2 separate regions of the Mus musculus genome follow, and region 1 is linked to region 2. The links are chromatin contacts, called in public Hi-C maps. All regions are on one chromosome and are shown on one strand. Each heading gives the region's core, a stretch centred on a gene start, on an enhancer-like site or on the middle of the called end of the contact. The rest is flanking DNA. Distances are from core to core; before and after follow the strand shown. Region 1 overlaps A730056A06Rik (RIKEN cDNA A730056A06 gene). Region 2 has its middle 230 kb from the start of Gm39035.

Region 1 (2,700 bases), core at 50-2,549, 790 kb after region 2:
TACAGAGTAAGTTCCAGGACAGTCAGGGCTACACAGAGAAACCCTGTCTCAAAAAACTAAAAAAAAAAAAAAAGGCTTCAAAAAGAGAGAACATTTTTAAATATTGAAAGAGCATTGTTACATAACTAACTGGTGACAAAAAGTGCCACTTCCCCTGCAGTCAAAGACCAAGCTTGACAAGACTCTTTCTACCGCCGTGTTTTTTCAGCTGTATCAAACTGTCTTGTCTGGTCCACCCACGAACGGAGCCTGCTCCGGAGCCCCTTGGGCTTCTCAGGCAATGAGCGAACTGGAGGTTTGGGACGCTGCTGACTTTGACTGCAATGAGTTTTGACGTGCTAAAGTCTGAGACAAATTTGGAATAGGAAAGCCTTCCCTCAGGCTCCTCCCAGGCCAAGACACAGAGCATCAGAAACACATGTTTTCATCTGAGCCTCCACGCAGCGGAAAGTGAAGATGGGCCGAAGTCCCAAAGACGGAAGTGGGGAAGGAGAAAGGTTCCAGGCGCTGTTAGGATGAGGACGCACAAGGTAGCCGCGGTCATGAGAAGAAAGATCCAAAGTTAATCAATAGAACCAGGGACAATACTGTTAAAAAGAAAAGGCGAGCCCCATAGCTTTTCAGGGTAAGGAGGCGAGCCCTCCTTCGGGCTCCACTGCAGGCCTTGGGCAGGAGCCTTTGGAAGGTACAGCTTGCGGATCGCCTGGGAGCCCGTTAGAAGTCAACATTTTCGAAATTCTATACGCTTATCGCGTGGGTAAAGTGTGAATGATTTATACCTAAAGTCAGCCTGGTGTATCCATCCATCTCTCCCTGCACTAACCGCCTTCACAGCATCTGTCTTACTAGAGCCATGTGCACACTATATGACCTGACTTAAGATGCATGCTCTGTAAGAAAAATACTTAACCCAAAACTCTTAGAATTGTTATTTAAATTTTGCCCCAAATATCCCATTTTTGGCTGCCTCCTCCTCTTCTTCTTCTTCCCTCCTCCTCCTTTAACAGAAGCAATTTTTAACTGAAGCCACAATTTCTAATTTTTGCTAGAGAGTTATTGACTAATTTGTGAGTCAAAAAGCTGGGTTTAGCCAGTTCCTGCTTTAGTGGAATGTGCCGTCCCCATCTTTCTGCAAATTACAAACACAGGGCTGTTGTCCATCGTAAACTCCTGGCTCAAGAAATCCAACTTTTCATCATAAATTCTGAGAGAAAAAGCTCGCCTGGGTGTCTCCTTCGCCTCAGCCTGTGTTCCCAGACAACTCACAGGCAACCCAGCCTATGGACGTCTCCCCAAAGGCTAACACTGCAGCTCTGCCAACAGCTGCAAGCTATAAATAGGACAGCTTGGGACAGTCGAAGGGGAGGGTCAAGAAACAAAATCTAATAAGTATTCAGATGCAATGGCCAAGAAAGCAGGGATGAAGAAGAAGAGAACTGGTGGAGAGCTGCAAACCGAAGGAACAGTCCACAGAAACGATGAGGAGCAGCTCAGCTGAGGGAAACTGAGGAAACCCATCAACCCAAGAACGACAGCTCCTTGATTAGAGTGGCTTTTTAAAATCTAGTTTTTGAGAATGTCATGCATGAATAGAATACGTTTTGATCAAGCCCATCCCATCTCCTCTTCCAACTCTTCCTTTACTGTCCCCACCCCTCACTGGTCCCTCCAGCATTGTATACTCTTTTTTAAACCCATTGAGTCTCCTTGCTACTGCCATCATGAGCATGGGTGTAGGGCCACTCACTGGAAGTCGGCCAGTCTATCGGTGTCCCAGCCAAAGAAAACTGACTCTCCTTCCTCAGTAGCTACCAATTCTCAACAGCTCCTCAGCGAGAGGCATGCCCCCAGCTATGCCCTACATTTGGCTGGCTTGATATTGTGCAGATCTTACCACGCTATTGTGCCTTTGGGTGGTGGGGAGGATGGGGACAAAGTCAAGCATCCAGATCCAGTGGCTCATTTGGGGCAAACACATAGGCAGCCTGAGTCTTTAGGGCAGTGACTTTCGCTAAACATGCTGTGTACCCCAAGTAGAGCATGGTTCTGCAAGGACAGCGCAGCAGCTTCACTATATCTTCAGTGTCACTTTCCCTAGCACACTGCATGTGCTTCCTTCCCCCTCACCATGGGGGGCTACAGCTCTGTTTCTTGTGGAAATAGTCCAGCAGTTCTCAACCTGTGGGTCACGACCCCTCTGGGGGTTGCCTATCAGGTATTTACATTAGGATTCATATCAGCAGCAAAATTACAGTCAGGAAGTAGCAATGAAATCATTTTCTGGTTGAAGTCACCGTAATGTGAAGAACTGTGTACTAAAAGATGGCTTTTAGCATTGGGAAGGTTGAGAACCACTGCCCTAGTCTGTTCGAGCAGCTATAACAAAACACCATCCACCAAGGGACTTAAAAACAACAGGAATGACCTACTTAAGGCTCTGAAGGCTTAGAAGCTGCAGATCAGGGCACCAGCAGAGTGGGTGCCCGATGAAGGCTTCCTTGTTCCTAGATGGTAGGGAGGGGCAAGGAACCTCTCTGGGGCCTCTTTTAGAGGTGTCGATCCTTTGTTCCTGGCTCTATACTCATGACCCAGTCACCTCCCTCGTGCCTAATTCTGTCACTTAAGGAATTAGTTTTAACATGTGAATTTGGCGAGTTCACAAGTATTCAGACCTCAGTACAACCTGAACACTGTCTTTAT
Region 2 (2,700 bases), core at 156-2,655:
CCTCCCCATTCCAAGTTCTCCCCTTTATAGTCTATCCTAAAAGCCATAACCAAAGTGAGAGGTGAATTTCAATGCAGGTCCTCTTTCATTAGTGTAAGGCTTCTTAATGAGTTCTTTTTGGCTGTTGTTTATTTTTTGAGATTGAGGTTGTACCATAATTACATCATTGTCCTCTCTCGTTTTCTGCCTCTAAACCCTTCCATACACCCCAGTTTGATCTCTTTCAAATTCATAGCCTCTTTATCATTAATTTTTGTTACATATATATACATACATACATATATATGTGTGTGTGTGTATTCCTAAATACATAAATATAACCTCACTAGGAGACAAAGTCTCACAGCAAACCCCTGATCCTCTAAATCTGACAATCTTTCTATACCCACTTCTGCAATGTTCCTTAGCCTTAGGTGCAGGAGTGTATTGTAGTCAGACTGGGTTTATAACTCTGCATTTTGAGTGGTTATGATTTTCTGTACTGGTCTCTCTTTTTGGCAAAAAGAAAATTTCTTGGTGGGGGTGAGGAATATACTTATCTGTGAGTCTAAAGACAATTATTTAAAATGTAATTAGGAATTAATGCTGGTTTTGCAAAGTGGTGGCTGTAGGTTCTTCTCCAAGATCTATGACTTTACTAGGTCTGGGGAGTTGGCTAGGTTTCTAGTATCAGGTATAACTTCCCTCTTGTTTAGTGGATTTAAGTCCAATTGAAGAGCTGTTGGTTAGAACCGAGGTATGTGTGCCACTACTACACCCTTACAGTTGTCATACATGCTGGTCATTGTTGGCATTCGTAGGTTTCATAGCTGGGTAGGAACTTTGTTTGTTTACTTTAGAAGCTGGCATGACACCTTTGGTACCATGACATCTAGTTCTCAGAGATGTGGCTTTCAGATCTGCTCCAGCTTAGGGGTCTCTGGACCCTATGTTTTTGCTAGTATGTTCTTTCTATAAATTATTTACAATCATTTTGGAGTATAGCTCGGTAAGCCCCATTTCTGATTCCCAGGTATTAGGATGCAGACTGCTTGTCCCAAGCCAAACAGCTGAGAAGGTGCTGGCTGGAACTGGGATTCAGCAAGTGGGCTTGCATGGGCTCATAATAGTGGCAGATTATTTTCAGAAGTTCTATGATCCATTGTTACAGAGAGCCATTATTGATAACTGATGGAAAAGTCATTACTTTTATTTTTAACAATTATTTTTAACATTTCACTGCAATCTATCCAGAAGTTAGCAAAACTGCCTAGAGATTAAGTCTCATCCACCATCTCCCTTTATAAAGAAAGTTTCATTGTCATGACCACATGCATTTGTGAAGGGGCTGATATCTGTCAGGGAATAGCTTTACAGACGCAATCTTACTTAGTCAGTCTAACGTTGTGATTAATTGGATGGACGAGCCACAGCACTGGGGTTAATTGAGGCCCAATTCTACGTTGCAAGAACAGCTGTGTGGAAATGATGTAACCATTCTGGACTGATTCCCTACTTGTATAATGATGCCATATGCCTTAACAGTTGCTCTTCAGCAACCTTAAAAGAATTCAAGGAACTAGAGGCAGGACGGTCAGTCCTACTCTTCTACAGTTGTGTCCTCTCCAGGGTTAGTGGGTCAGAAGTCATTCAAGGACCGGCACAGACACCAAAAGACTAAACTGCTCACCTAAGTTTACTAAGTCCAGTACCTCGTATCCAACCCAAGATTCTCTGATGTTAGAATACATGCCATTTCCAAATGTAAATCAACAAGCACGTAGCAGGGGCTCAGCTCTGTCTCCAGCTGATTGAAAACTGAAATTTTCATATAAACATGGAGAATAGGATAGAGAGGTTTGCATGATACTAGAGAGTTTGAGATTTGTTCTGTGTACATGTACATGTGTGTAATTCAAGAGAGAGGGATTAGTATTGATTTGGAACCCACTATGCAGATATCAACATTTTTTTAGCAGTAAAGAGACAAGGTTTATGGCATAGTGTGGTTAATATTCTCTCTAAAGTCGAGGTGTATGAGGGACTGTATTGGTCATGTGTGTGCAGCTAGGACCCCAAAACCTGATAGAAACAACTTATGGGAAGGTAGATTTATTATATCTTGGCTCATGGTTTCAGTCCATCACAGAAAGGGGGTGTGGAAGAGTGACTGAATCAGCGGCAAGAGAAGTCTGGGGTCATAGGTGTTTGTATCACAGTAACTCCGAATGCAGAGAGGACATGCTAGGGCCTTTACATTCTCTAATGACCCCCTGAAGCCACCTAAGCTCCCTCAGTCTTCACACATAAATGAAGCTCATGCATGCTACTCATGGTGTTCTGGTTTTGATGTTGCCAAGAACATCAACTTGTAAGGGAAACCATGTCATCCCAGTTTCCTTATGCCGAAACCTGCTCACATTGAGGCCCGGGTGAGATTTTCTAAACCTAAATAACTTGCTTCCTCTCCACTCTCCTCCACCCCAGCATACAATGCATACTGGCTGCCCTGGCCTATATTACTCATGTGCATACAGCCAAGGATACACAGATGTTCTTCATAGTGAAGTCCTATCTTCCTAGTCATACAGCTCCTGGAGGTTCATGGGTTTTGATGTTCTTTCCCTGTTACATTGCATCAATGGCAAAGTACTTAGAGAACCCAGAATATATCCCATTGCTTTTAGCCAAATCTGTAGCTCATGAGAGATGTCTTCCTTA

Evidence for each region. Hi-C and Micro-C count contacts between places; a contact is called where the count stands out from the background.
Region 1: a contact with region 2 is called in a Hi-C map of uterus, with 6 times the contacts expected there. The contact joins two enhancer-like sites. A contact is called at or near these places in 2 of 484 Hi-C or Micro-C datasets (both in uterus) and 1 of 115 datasets of contacts at active chromatin or transcription factors (embryonic limb bud).

Annotation. Positions count from the first base shown.
Region 1 is chr7:73,326,107-73,328,806 of GRCm38.p6, forward strand. All of the region lies in intron 1 of A730056A06Rik (RIKEN cDNA A730056A06 gene), which reads right to left. Among named protein-coding and RNA genes, the nearest start is that of 4930429H19Rik, 17 kb to the left of the region's middle. Within about 2 kb of position 1,300, at least 36 of the 459 cell types and tissues checked have an H3K27ac peak or open chromatin away from gene starts, as enhancers often do. A contact at or near this core is called in uterus, where this site is marked.
Region 2 is chr7:72,537,041-72,539,740 of GRCm38.p6, forward strand. No RefSeq gene overlaps it. Among named protein-coding and RNA genes, the nearest start is that of Gm39035, 230 kb to the left of the region's middle. Within about 2 kb of position 1,406, at least 9 of the 459 cell types and tissues checked have an H3K27ac peak or open chromatin away from gene starts, as enhancers often do. A contact at or near this core is called in uterus, where this site is marked.